2 separate regions of the Rattus norvegicus genome follow, and region 2 is linked to region 1. Evidence: chromatin contacts called from public Hi-C data. All regions are on one chromosome and are shown on one strand. The core of a region is the stretch at or near the end of the contact, and the rest is flanking DNA. Distances in the headings are between cores, read along the strand shown. Region 1 holds the start of Mrpl21 (mitochondrial ribosomal protein L21). Region 2 overlaps Cpt1a (carnitine palmitoyltransferase 1A).

The links. A called contact is a pair of places that touch in the nucleus more often than the background predicts.
Region 2: a contact with region 1 is called in a Hi-C map of hepatocytes, with 2.3 times the contacts expected there. The contact joins the enhancer-like site here to the promoter of Mrpl21 in region 1. A contact is called at or near these places in 3 of 12 Hi-C or Micro-C datasets (the Rat2 cell line, hepatocytes and liver).

The regions. Positions count from the first base shown.
Region 1 is chr1:209,955,401-209,962,190 of GRCr8, reverse strand. It overlaps Mrpl21 (mitochondrial ribosomal protein L21), which reads right to left and starts at 3,498. Exons shown (of 7, transcript NM_001107567.1): 1 at 3,235-3,498; 2 at 1,380-1,437; 3 at 258-343. The coding sequence starts at 3,334. It overlaps Ighmbp2 (immunoglobulin mu DNA binding protein 2), which reads left to right and starts at 3,621. Exons shown (of 15, transcript NM_031586.2): 1 at 3,621-3,706; 2 at 4,746-4,915; 3 at 6,626-6,790. The coding sequence starts at 3,621.
Region 2 is chr1:210,009,917-210,016,706 of GRCr8, reverse strand. All of the region lies in intron 1 of Cpt1a (carnitine palmitoyltransferase 1A), which reads right to left. Among named protein-coding and RNA genes, the nearest start is that of Cpt1a, 17 kb to the right of the region's middle. Within about 2 kb of position 3,951, at least 6 of the 93 cell types and tissues checked have an H3K27ac peak or open chromatin away from gene starts, as enhancers often do. A contact at or near this core is called in hepatocytes and liver, where this site is marked.

The sequences.
Region 1 (6,790 bases), core at 2,249-4,748:
GAATGTGAGGTCTCATGTGTGCTGTGGCTTAGAGCACAGAGTTCATCACCCTGCTCTGTGGCAATGATTACCCCAGTGGCTCATGGGAATGGACACTTGGTGGTACCCTTTCATTTCCCTTTTTCTTCTGTTATTTTTGAGATACAGTCTCACTCTGTAGCCTAGGCTGGCCTCAAACTCTACGTAATCCTCCTGCCTCAGCCTCCCAAGTGCTAGGGCTACAAAGGCCACCCTGCCTAGCCACTGCAAAGTCTTACCTGCATGGTGTCTAGTCTCTTCAGCAGGGTCCGGCAGAACCACTTCTTGCCAGGGTGGTGAACTCAGGGAAGTCTTAGGAACATATCTGCAAAAGCCATTTCATAAACACACATCACATGCTCATGAAAGGCACCTTCAAGTCTCCCAGAAACAGCTGTGCAGTAGGCATCAGGAGGGTGTGTGCAAGTTTGCTATGGAGGAGCATAAAACCCACAACACTGATGTTGGCTCTACATCACTAGCATAGGGGTTTCAATCCTTCTATCCCCAGAGGAACGTGTAGACGTCAGACTAAGCCTCGCCTATGTCTGCCATTCATAAACACACAGGACAGCTCTGTACACATCTATGCAATGATAGACACCTTCACCATACCAGTTCTCAAGAGTCCCTAGGAACATAAACTCCATGGTCCACGGCCAGGCAGTGGCCTTGAGGGACCAGGATTCTCTAGAGGCTCTGTCCTGGGTGCCGTTAGGTCCAGTGACTGGACACGACAGAGCCAGATGAAGACAATACAAAGGGGCAGCTGGGAAAATGAAGCCAGGAAGGAGGGCTGGACCTGTCACAGGAGAACTGGAAGAACAGGCACTCAGTGAAGTGCCACTTGGGGTTTTTTCATGTTTTCAGACTCTGTTTTGTAATTTTCCTTCTGAGAATCAAAAAGGCTTCTGCTGCTGAGACTATCCACACAGTGAGGATACTGATATATTTTGGCCAAACCATCTGCTTGTCAGATGCTGTTCTGGGAGGTATACATATATGTAATCTATGCACACACACACATGCATTATTTCTGTTGAGGACAGAATTGTATGTGTGCATGTATGATGTATGTATACATATTTATGCTGAAGGTGGAACTCAAGGTTTCAAGTATGTTGGCCAAACAGGCTATCACTGAGCTGTGTAGAGAAATTTGTTATTTTGTTTTAATAACCAGGTTTTTCTGTGTAGCCCTGGCTGTTCATCTGCCTTTGCCTCTGCCTCCTAAGTGCTGGAGTTAAAGACTTTCCACCAAGTCTGCTATGACACCCAGCCTCAAATGTAGATGTTTTAACTTGAAGGTAACATTTACAGATAAATGGAAAAATCACCAGACCCACATTTTGGTATTTTACCCTTGTGGATATGAAGCACTCTGTGAATTGAACCTTCGAGAAGCAGACCAGAGAGAGGCTGTAAAAACAAGAGAAACATGGTGGGTAGTTACTATGATGATATGCACAGATCTGTTGCTGGTAAATAATTTCACCTACTGTATGACAACCTGCCTCTGAAAAAAGTCCAGGTGAGGACTGGGGATTGCTCCATGGGTAAAGTGCCTGCTATACACATGTGAGAGCCTGAGTTAAGGTCACCAGCATTAAAAATAAAAAGCCGGCACAGCACTGCCCTTCTGTTACCAGACTGGGGAGTAGAGACAGAGATCTTGGGGGCTGGAGAGATGGCTCAGCGGTTAAGAGCACCCGACTACTCTTCCAGAGGTCCTGAGTTCAATTCCCAGCAACCACATGGTGGCTCACAACCATCTGTAAAGAGATCCGATGCTCTCTTCTGGTGTATCTGAAGACAGCTACAGTGTACTTATATATAATAAATGAATAAATCTTTTTTTTAAAAAAAGAGAGAGATCTTGGGAGCTTGTGGATTACCAGTCTAACCAAATAGCCAGCTCCAGGTTCACCGAGAAACTTGTAGAAATCAGGTGGAGAGGGGCTGGAGAGATGGGTTAGTGGTTAAGAGTAACTGCTGTTCTTATAGAGGATAAAGTTTGGTTCCTAGCACCCACATGAAAGGCCAAGAGTTCCTGCAACTCCAGCTCCAGGGATCTGTGATGAACCAGCCTGCTTCCATCTTAAGCCAGAAAGCCATCTTATAGGAAGGAAAAACTAGGTTCATTCCTGTTTATGATTAAATCTGTTTCTCAAGGATTGGGTTATGCCCCACCTTAACTACAAATGGCTTTACACTGCCTGTTCCAGAAAACAGCAACCATACCCTTGTTTCAAAGTTATTATGACTACCTGTTGTTATGACCACCTTGCAAGGGCACCTTTGCTTCAGAAGGTTATTATAACCAATTTGTTACGCTATGTTCTGCTTCTGTAACCCCACCCCTCACTTGGAAACCTTCTACTCCTGAACTATAGAAACCTTATTTCATCCATGTCCAATGCTGACCTCCTGAACCCTGCCTTAGGCAGAGGAAGCCTGTGTACCCGAGTGAAAAAGCATGCTTTAATTAATTTGGCCATGATGATTTGAGTTGGTGGTCTTTCTCCTGGCATCTATGGATTAACATCTGAACTCCTCTTCTGGACTCCAAAAGCACCTTCACTCAAGTGCACAGAAAAGACACGCCCCTACCGCCACACAAACAAACATCCCAATAAATCTTTTTTAAAAAGGAAACGAAAAGGTATTAGACAATAGTGGCCACCTGACATCATCTGCTCTCCACACCAGCATGTGCACCCACCTACAAACGTACATACACATAATACATACACAAACCAAAAGGTCTGGGTCAAGAGTACACTGCTTAGTTACTAGTTATGTTTCAAGATAGTTCATTCCATGGTCTAAGGTCCTAACATTAAAATCACTCACTCCTTTTTTCAACATCATTTTTTTTCTGATCCGAGGGTGGCTAGCAGCCCGAGGACAATGGTCCACATTCAGGCTCTACTTAGCAGCTTCTAAGTTGCATCTCTACGTATGTATGACCCTGGGTAGGTCACTTCTCTAGGCCCATTTGTGTGTCTTTATTATGGGACCTAAACATAAGTTTAAGAGCACTTGTCAGTATTAACCAATGAACTGAAGGAACCACGTTCTCATACTCCAAACCCAGTGCAATATTCACGACGCTCGCAACCAACACACCAGGTACCAAGGCGAACTCAGACACACATGCGGCAGTCGGCAGAAGCACCGCTAGTTTCCTCCCACACCAGGCCTCCCTGGTCTCACCAGGTCCGGGTCCCTGGGATGCCAAGATGCTACGCCTACACACAGACACCAGCCGCCCGAAAAAGCCCGGCAATACGGAGGCCGCTATGGCAGCCGCCATTTTTCCACAGTAGCAACCGGAACCGGAAGCGGCGCGAACTTTGTGCGTCAACGCACAAGCCCAGTAGGGAACACCTGGAGGAGGGAAACAGGGATCCTACTGCAGATCTGCTTCAAGTCACTGGCTTGGCAGAGAGTACAGGAAACGGGCCGGTCGGAAATCAGTACCCTGGCTGGCAGCGCAGGTCCTTTGCGGACTATGGTCCGGTGGGGAACGCGGTCCGACAGGAACACGGGTCCCAATGGCCGAGCAGGAAGCATCAGTCAGGGGCTGCACCACGGAGCAGATGGACTCGTCCACCGTGGAGAGTTTTGTGGCCCAGCAGCTACAGCTGTTGGAGCTAGAGCGGGACGCCGAGGTGGAGGAGCGCAGGTAGGTTTGGCCGCGGGTCCCAGGGTCTCTGTAGCTCTCCTTAGTCACCGCCTGGAGCCGGCTAGTATTCGCTGGGTCAATGGGCAGCACACGGAGTCGGCCCTTGGAGAAGACTGCAAGACCGCATAGCGTCGTCACTTCGGGGCGTCGAGGCAAAAGGATTGGGAGTTCAAGGTCATCTTTGCCTACGTAGTCAGTTTGAAGTCAACCCGGGCTATAGGAGATCCTGAAGTGAAACCCACCCCACTCGTGTGTGTGTGTGTGTGTGTGTGTGTGTGTGTGTGTGTGTGTGTCTGTCTGTCTGTCTGTCTGTCTGTCTGTCTGTCTGAACAGCCTCCTAAAGGAAAGTCAATGAAGCCTGTGTTATGTATGGTGGCTGAACATTTCTGAAGAGCCATCGTCTTTCAGGGGAATATCTACAGCCTGCAACAGACAGAGCCACCACTTCTGTATCCCACAGTGCAATCCCTGGGATGTATTTCCCTAAGGATAGACAAAGGCTGGTGAAGTAACTGGCCCAGGGTAACCCATGTGGAGGCAGGACTTGAAGCCAGTCTGTATGATTACACCTGCAACCATTGATTAGTTGAGAGTCTGTCAGTCATGATAAGTGAGAGTTTTTGCTGCTTGGGCTGTGTGACTATGAGATTATGCACTAAAATTTCCTATACTCTCTGTGAAGGCATGTGATTCCCACACCACATGCTTGCTGTGAGAGTGAAGGGATCTGCTTCAAGTCAGACTAGGGCCTTGAACCACAGTTAGAGTGTTGGTGGTAAGAAGTAGAGAGGGAGTCAGGTGTAATGGGAGGGCCCCCAAAAGACTTGATGACAGATGGCAAAGAGACACGATAAGACTCAGTTGGCTGACCTGGAGCAAGTTAGGCAGTACCTGTCCTGGGAGCTGTGGGAGAGGTTGGACTGGAGCAGAGCAGATCCGGAGTTCCTCTGGGGCATGCATACCTGATGCCTGTAAGCAGAACTCCTTTCCCGCCTGTGCAGGCACAAGCAGTGAAGCCACTATCCTTGGTGTCTTCTAGGTCCTGGCAGGAACACAGTTCTCTGAAAGAGCTTCAGAGCCGAGGGGTGTGTTTGCTGAAGCTTCAGGTATCGGGCCAGCGCACTGGGTTGTATGGACAGCGGCTGGTCACCTTTGAGCCCAGGAAGTTTGGGCCTGCAGTGGTGCTTCCCAGCAACAGCTTCACCTCTGGTAGGTGTTCGGTATAGTTTTGTATTGACCATTGCTGGTGGTCAGATGAGGGCTTGTGCTCTCTCAAGGGCTGAAGGACTGACCCAGATGGTCTGAGGCTCTGCAGTAAAAACCTTCTATGTACAAATCTGATGGTCAGCATGGCCTGTTTTGTTGTTGTTTTGAGTCAGGGTCTGAAATTTCCTGTGTTGGCAGACGATGACTTGGAGCCTTGAATTCCTAATCTTCCTGTCACTACCTTCCAGGTGCTGGGATTATAGGTCTACACCAGCATACCTGACTTTTTGTTGGTTTTTGGAGACAGGAATGTGACTAATTGTATAGCTCTGGTCCATCTGGAACTTTTTTTTTTTAAGATATATTTTACACACACACACACACACACACACACACACACACACACACACACACACAGTAGCTGTCTTTAGACACACCAGAAGAGGGCATCAGATCTTGTTACAGATGAGCCACCATGTCATTGCTAGGATTTGAACTCAGAACTTCTGGAAGAGCAGTCAGTGCTCTTAACCACTGAGCCATCTCTCCAGCCCCATCTGGAACTTCCTATGTAGACCAGGCTGCACTAGAAGTTGCAGTGAGCTTTCTGTCTCTGCCTGTTGAGTTCTGGGATGGCAAGTATGCACTACCACATCTGGCTGCTTTTCTTTTTTTTTTTTTTTTTTTTGGTTCTTTTTTTCGGAGCTGGGGACCGAACCCAGGGCCTTGCGCTTCCTAGGTAAGCGCTCTACCACTGAGCTAAATCCCCAGCCCTACATCTGGCTGCTAATACACTGCTTTTTGGTTGCCCGGTTTGGCAGCTTTCTCCTTGCAGTGCCTGGGATAGAGCCCAAGGCCTCTGGCATGCTGAGCAAGCACTCTGGCCATTGCACTGCACTCTGGGGCTTTTTGACCACACACAAGGTATATAAGTTGGCCTCAGCCCTGAACACTGCGAGCCAGCAGTACTGCCTGTGGCAGTCTGTTTTGAGTGGCAGCTTTTGATTACGTTGACATCATAGACCCTTGTCCCACCAGTTTTCAGTTTTCAGACGAGGGGAGTGGGATAAGAGAAGCTGCTGGCGGGTGTCAGACCAAGGAGAACTTGATGTCTTAACCTTATTAAAGGAGCTACGTTCGGTCTGCACCCTGGGCAAATGGGAGCCAGAGGGCCTGCGGCTGTCAGGTGTGAGGGAGCAGGATGGAGGATGCACAGTGTCTTCTCCGAACTCGTGTGGAGTGACTGCAGTGTGAGAATGACGGGTGCTGGTGGAAACAGGAACCTGGCCTGACCAAATCAAGACTGAAGGACAGTCTCAAGGCTCAGTCGTCACTCAGAAGTAGCCTTCTTGAGATGAGGGAGCCTTCACAGAGTGGATTGTGGGGACCCTGACACGCAGCTCAGCTTCTGCCCCAGGAGCATTCCTGTCCTATCCTTTTGTTTTTCTTGAGTCGGGGAGATTCAAGGCACAGGTGAAACTCATACCGTACATATGAGTTAGCTTCAGGGAGAAAACGTGCTTGTCACCAGGCTTGATTGACAACCTGAATACAGTACCCAGGATCCACATGGAGGGAACAGTTGCCACAAGTTGTCTTCTGACCCATACATGTGCACCATAACACACAGATTAAATAAATGGACGCATGATAATTTGAAATATACTGGAAATGATCACATACCATAATAGTTAGCTGGGTTCGTTTTTACAGGTGATATCGTGGGTCTGTATGATACTAATGAAAGCAGCCAACTGGCCACTGGGGTCCTGACCCGCATCACCCAAAAATCGGTCATAGTGGCCTTTGATGAGTCCCATGATTTCCAGTTGAACCTGGACCGAGAAAATACCTACAGACTGCTGAAGCTTGCCAATG
Region 2 (6,790 bases), core at 2,702-5,201, 54 kb before region 1:
AACAGGAAAAAACCTACAGAGATGGAAAGATCAGAGTGGCCAGGGATCATGGGGAGCTTGGAGAAGGAATATATGGGGGAGCTGATAAAAATGGTCCCAAACTGATTAGAATGCTACACTATGGCAATGTTGCTAAGCATAAATCAAAAATCACCCAAACACAGACTTTAGATGGGTGAATCACTTATGTAATTATCCATTGTCTTAGGATTCTACTGCTTCAATGAAACACCATGACCAAACCAAGCTGGGGAGGAAAAGGTTTATTTGGCACAAGACTCTCTGTGTATCACAACATCATCAAAGGAAGTCGGGACGGGAACTCCAAGCAGGGCAGGAACCTAGAGGCAGAAGCTGAGGCAGAGGCCATAGTGGGTGCTGCTTACCTGTTTCCTCCCCATGGCTTGCATCACATGGTTTCTTATAAAACCCAGGACTATCAGCCCAAGGATGGCCCCACCCACAATGGGCAGGGGCTGGCCCTCCCCCATAAATGACTATTAGGAAAATACCTTACAGCTCAATGTCTGACAATAGCCTGTGTCAAGCTGATATAAAACCAGCTGAGGCTGGAGAAAAGGCTCAGTCATCAAGAGTGCTCTCCCAGAAGATCCAAGTTCAGTTCCCAGAACCCGTGTTAAGCCACTCACAACCACTGTATTTATGGTTCCTGGATATTTGATGGCCTCTTCTGACCTCTATGGACACTGCACTTATGTGGTACACACATACACACACACACACACACACACACACACACACACACACTTTTTACATACACAAATAAATGAATAAAAATTAAAACTGAGCTTCTCCTCATAGGTGGCTGGGCAGCCACGGCCTACTCTTCTAAATGAGCCAGGTCAGATTCCCAGCACCCACGAGGCAGCTCACAACCATCTGTAACCCCAGTCCCTGAGGATGTGATGCCCTCTTCTGGCCTCCCTGGCCACCAGACACTCACATGGTGCATTGACATGCATACGGACAATATACCCAAACACTTAAAAATAAAATAAAATTGAAAATTGATGCATAAATCTATTTTTTTTGTTTTTGTCTTGTATTTTGAGTCAGTGTCTTTGTATGTAGCCCCAGCTATCCTGGAACTCGCTCTCTAAACCAGAATGATCCTGAACTCCCAGAGATTCGCCTGCCTCTTCCTCCTCAGTACTGGGATTGAAAGTGGGGACACCACCATGCCCTGCTAGAATATATCACTTGGGAAAACAAGCTGTCTCAGCTGGGCAAAGTAGTTCACATCTTTAATCCCTGACTCTGAGTGGCTGAGGCAGGAGGTTTGCTGTGAAACCTACAGAAGTAAGAAACTGTCTCCTAACAAAAAAACAAAGAAAAGAGAACTGGGAAGTGGTTCAGTTGGTGAAGTGTTTGAACAAGACAGCCTGAGTTGGGTCCTGATCCCATATAAAATCTGGGTGTGGCGGAGCACACTTGCAATCTTGGTGCTGGGGAAGCAGAGACAGTGGATCCTTGGGACTGGTGACTGACCCTATCTCAAAGCCAAGGCGAGGGCCTTGGATACCTAATGACCTCAGCTCAATGCCCAGAGCTCAGTAAAAAGGAAGATGAGCACTCCTTCAGCAAGAAGCAGGACAGAAACAGAACTGCCCTTAAGCTCACCGCACAGCTAGTGTGGAATCTACAGTCCAGCAGCAGAGTGAGAGACCCTGTCTCAAAACCAAGGTGTGGGGTGCAGGGGGGACTCTGAGACAAGGTGTGGGGTGCAGGGGGGACTCTGAGACAAGGTGTGGGGTGCAGGGGGGACTCTGAGACAAGGTGTGGGCTGCAGGGGGGACTCTGAGACAAGGTGTGGGCTGCAGGGGGGGACTCTGAGACAATGTGTGAGCTGCAGGGGGCTCCCAGACTAAGAGTGCACTCCATTCTCAAAGAGAACCAGAGTTCTGTGCTTAGACCCACATCACTGGTTCACATCAGCCTAAACTCCAGAACTCCAGCTCCAGGTGGATCCATTGCCTCTGCTCTCTGAGGACACTTGCACTCATGTGCCCACATGGGAACATGCACACACACACACACACACACACACACACACACACATACACACACACACACACACACACACACACACAACTAAATTTCTTTTAATTAAAGGTGAAAGGAAAGGACTGACTCCAAAAGCTATCCTCTGTGCTCCACAACTGTGGTGAGTGTTCTCCCTGACTCTCTCTCACACATGTCATGTACATACAGTAATAAACTAAAATTTTTAAGTGGAAAGAGAAAGGACTGCTGCCAAGACAGATGACCTCTGACCTCCATTTACACATGCACACATATGCAGGCACACACATGCATATATATGAACACACACACACATTCACAAAGGGGAAAATGGAGAAAGAAAGAAAAGAAAATGTCCTCTTGGGCTGGAGAGATGGCTCAGTGGTTAAGAGCACTAACTGCTCTTCCAGAGGCCCTGAGTTCAATTCCCAGCACCCACATGGTGGCTCACAACTATCTGTAATGGGATCTGATGGCCTCTTTTGGTGTGTCTGAAGACAGCTACTGTGTATTTATATATAATAAATAAATATTAAAAAAAAAGAAAATGTCCTCTCACAGAACACAAATGTTGTCTTCTTAACATTTAAGCATGGAATCCTTCTCTGGTCAAACACACAGTTGGGGCCATCAGTGTGGAATGAGATGGCCCTAGCAGCCCACCCCATCATTGCTCCCACCAAGGCTTCATTCAGAACAAACGTCACCCTCCAGAACTAAGTAACTTTTCAGGGATCCCCTACCGTGGTGGAATCTGCACACAGCTCAGGCAGTAAGGTGCTTCCCTTGCTGCACAGAACGAAAATCCGAGCTCAATCTACAAAAGCCAGGTATGGTGGGGCACATATGTAATCCCAGCACTGGAGAGGCAAACACAGGAAGATCCCTGGGGCTCACTGGCCAGCCTGTCTCACCAAGGAATCTGCCCAGGCTAACCCTGACTCAAAAAAAAAAAAAAAAGGTGGATTGTGCAAGGAATGACAACCAAGGTTGGCCTCTGACCTACACGAACCCCTCCCACATCCTCCACCACACAATACAAATACACACAGAGGCAATTACACACACACACACACACACACACACACACACACACACACACACACACACACCCCACACTTGCAGATTTCATGGCACCTAGGAGTTGGGTGGGGAAGAGTGGTTAGTTTCTGTGAGAGCCAGGAAAGGTGGGCAGTGACCACACAAAGTTCCATCCTCTGGGCTCTTTTTCTGTACACATCCGAGATCTCCCCCACAGCTCTGAATGTACCCAGCACAGCTGTTTGCTCAACAAGCCAGAGCTCTCATAGCTGCTAAGAAGTCTGGGTGCCCCTGCTTGGCTTCCTGTGATGGGAAGCACTTGCTCCACCCACATACAGCACAATAGACTCCTGCAGGAGATGAAGGCTGCAAGTAGAGACAGGAGGAAGGAGAATGCAGCTGCAGCAACCCAAGCCCACCTCCCCCATCCCATGCCCACTTCTTGTGTAACAGCTTCCTCCAAAGCATTCCATCCTGTAGAGAGGCTCCTGATGCAGACAGGTAAACACCTCCAGGAAGTCCCTGAAACTAAGCAGATCCACTAGGCCTCTTTCTGCCGGAGAAAGCAATAAAAGCTGAGAGTGCCTGTGGGACTAGCCCAACAATAGAGCTGCTAGTAAGACAAGACAAGCTTCAAACATCTCTTCAGACCAACTGCCTTAAAGAAGCAGAAACCAGCCGAGCTAATTGAGAGAGGTTTAGACCAACCAAGGCACCTGGAGAGGACACTCTACAACCCGTGAGCTGCCAGTAGTGTGCAGTGCGCTCCAAAGTTCCCAGCTTTGTGAGCTGTCACCCACACTGGGGGCGGGCCTTGGAGGCAGCTGTCTTTAAACCACTCCTGCTCCTGTAAGGAACCGCCCTCCCCTATATTCCTGTAAATAACCCACCCCCAATCATTGGTTTGCCCAGTTGGACTTAGGTGCCCTGCTGTGGGAGACTGAGCTGGATTGAGGTCATGTTTTGTTACACACGCTACTCTCTGAGATACCTGGCCAGACTCAACTACACCTGCTGGTCGGGTTGCACACTGGCCTTGCCATTCTCTTCCTGCCCAGGAGACCACACCCCACACCTGGCAGAAACTGCTACCTACAGCTCCCTACTTTTCAGGTAGGCGCAGGTGGCCATCCACTGTCCATCCTAGCTTGGTGCCTGGCTCGGTGGCCAAAGCTACTTATGCCTAGGACTCATAAAAATCAAATCAAATTCAGGCAGCCCAGCAAGCGAGGAGGAAGACAGACAGAGACCTGTATCCTGCTATGCCACACAGTGCGGGCAGGGGAAATGCCCATAGAACTGCCCTCTGCCCCATGGCACAGGCAGACCAAAGGCACACAGAGCCCTGCCTATTACCACACGGTGTAACGAGGGAGGAGGAAGACAGAGATCCGCAGACCATGATGCCACCCACAGAACTGCCCTCTGGCACACAGCACAGCAGGGCTGTAAGACACCCATCTGCTGGGGTTGGGGATTTAGCTCAGTGGTAGAGCGCTTGCCTAGGAAGCGCAAGGCCCTGGGTTCGGTCCCCAGCTCCGAAGAAAAGAACCAAAAAAAAAAAAAGACACCCATCTGCTGCCACTTCACACAGAGCAGACTGAGGATGTCACCTAGGGACCAATCAGCTGCATGACTGGCCTGTCACCATAAGAGCCACCACAGTGAGCAAGAACGGGCGGTCAGATGGTAGTGGAAGAAAGTGGAGCAGCTCGAGCATTGTGAAGAGAGATGGAACTGGAGACTCGGGGTGGAGAGGAACAGCCGCTGTGAGTGGTCAGCCCCGCCACCTGGCGCTATGATGAGGTCCCAGCCTGAGCTGCTGCTAAGGGCCAAGTCTGAGTCAATGGCTACCCAGTGGCAGGGGTCGGTGTAGGTGTCCTTGGCTCATATTACCACCAGAGAATGTGGGGAAGACTCTATCTGGGGCAGCCATCAGGGACTATATGACTGTCCAAGGGCTGTGCAGAACTGGCCCTGCCCTCTCACTGGCTGCAGCACTCTAGCAGTCCAGAAAGCTGCCCACAGGGCACAGGAGAGCAGGCCCTGCCCCTCACCTGGACAGTGTGGAGGAGATGACCTTGGTGGTGGGGCACAGGTGAGCTTGTGGAGGTGATGCTTTCCCTCCCTCTTGCCACCTGTGGCAGTCAGGAGAGTAGACTACAGGGTTGTGTGAACAGATGAGCTGGTCCTGCCCCTCGCCTGGGCAGCACAGTAGGGCTGGCCCTGGTCAAGAGGCTGCGGGTGCTCCAACCCTGAGGGCAAGAGCGAGGGAGAGCAGGCTCTGCCACTTGTCTGCTGTGAGGTGGTGGGGGTGCAGGGGTGATGCCTCCCCTTCCCTTTGCCATCTTCTCAGTCAAGAGTTGGTTGGCCCCTAGGACACGAGAGTGGGAGACCTAGCCCTGCCCCTTCACTGGCTATAGTACTCAGAGAGAGGGCCCTGCACCTTGCCTGGGCAACTCAGTGGAGCTGGCCCTGATGGTGGAGCTGGCCCTGATGGCAAAGGTACAGGTTAGCCAGCCCTGAGAGTGCGAGAGCAGAAGAGCTGGCCCTGCCCCCTCACTGGCTGAAGCAGTGGGGAAAGTGGGCCCTGCGCCTTGACTGGGCAGCACAGTGGAGCTGGCACTGGAGGCATGGGTGTGGGTGAACCAGACTGAGGACATAACTGCCTCCTGCTGATGGTGGCATTGGATGGCCTAGTTCAAACAGAACTCATCCTAGTGGTGCAGATAAGGAAGAGTCAGGGTGCTGTCCAGCTCAACTACCACCCAGGCCCAGATCCAGGGCTCTGAATTGACCCACCCCAAATCCATGTCATCGGCGAATCACTGGGATTCATGGAAGAGCCGATTCGCTGACCCAAAGCTGCAGAATCGCCATGACACAAGGCAACAGGATAACCCAGAGGAGTCCCAGTGAGGATCCAATTCTGATGGTGTCACAGAAGCCAGAGACTTCCAACCACACGGATGACTCATTTGTAATGGACATTTGCAAGTGAACACGTGTGGACAGAGCGGTATACTGTGGGACACACTGTGGCACAGTACAGCTTACACTATGAGATTTTTTTTTCTGTGGTGTGTGTGTGTGTGTGCGTGTGTTTTATTTTGGGGAGGAGGTTACAAAGGCTGATCTGAGGGGAGAGGGAAATGAGTGGGACTGGGGTGCACAGTGTGAAACTCACAAAGAATCAATAAAAAGTGAAAATAAATAAATAATTACAAATACAGTCTCAGGCTGGAGAGGTGGCTCAGTTCCCAGCACCCACATCATGTGGCTCTTAGATGTCTGTAACTCTGTCTGCAGGGAGATCGGACATCTCTGGATCAGAGACACCTTCATTCACACGCACACAGTCACACATAGCCAGATAATTTAACATAATAAAACAAATACTTCTTAAAAGGAGAATACAGCATACTATTCTCACAGAGGACCCAAGTTCAGTTCCCAGCACCAACAACTGCCTGAACTCCAACTCCACAGATCCAATGTCTTCTTCTAGGCTCCAAGGCCACTGCATGCACATGATGCACACACAGACACCTCTTCCCTGGAACCCTGGATTTCTCTCATTCTTGTCTGAGCAGCCATGGGCTACGTGTGTGAGTGTACATATTTGTATATGCAAGAATGTGTGTACAGGGCTGGAGAGATGGCTCAGCGGTTAAGAGCACTGTGTGCTCTTCCAGGGGTCCTGAGT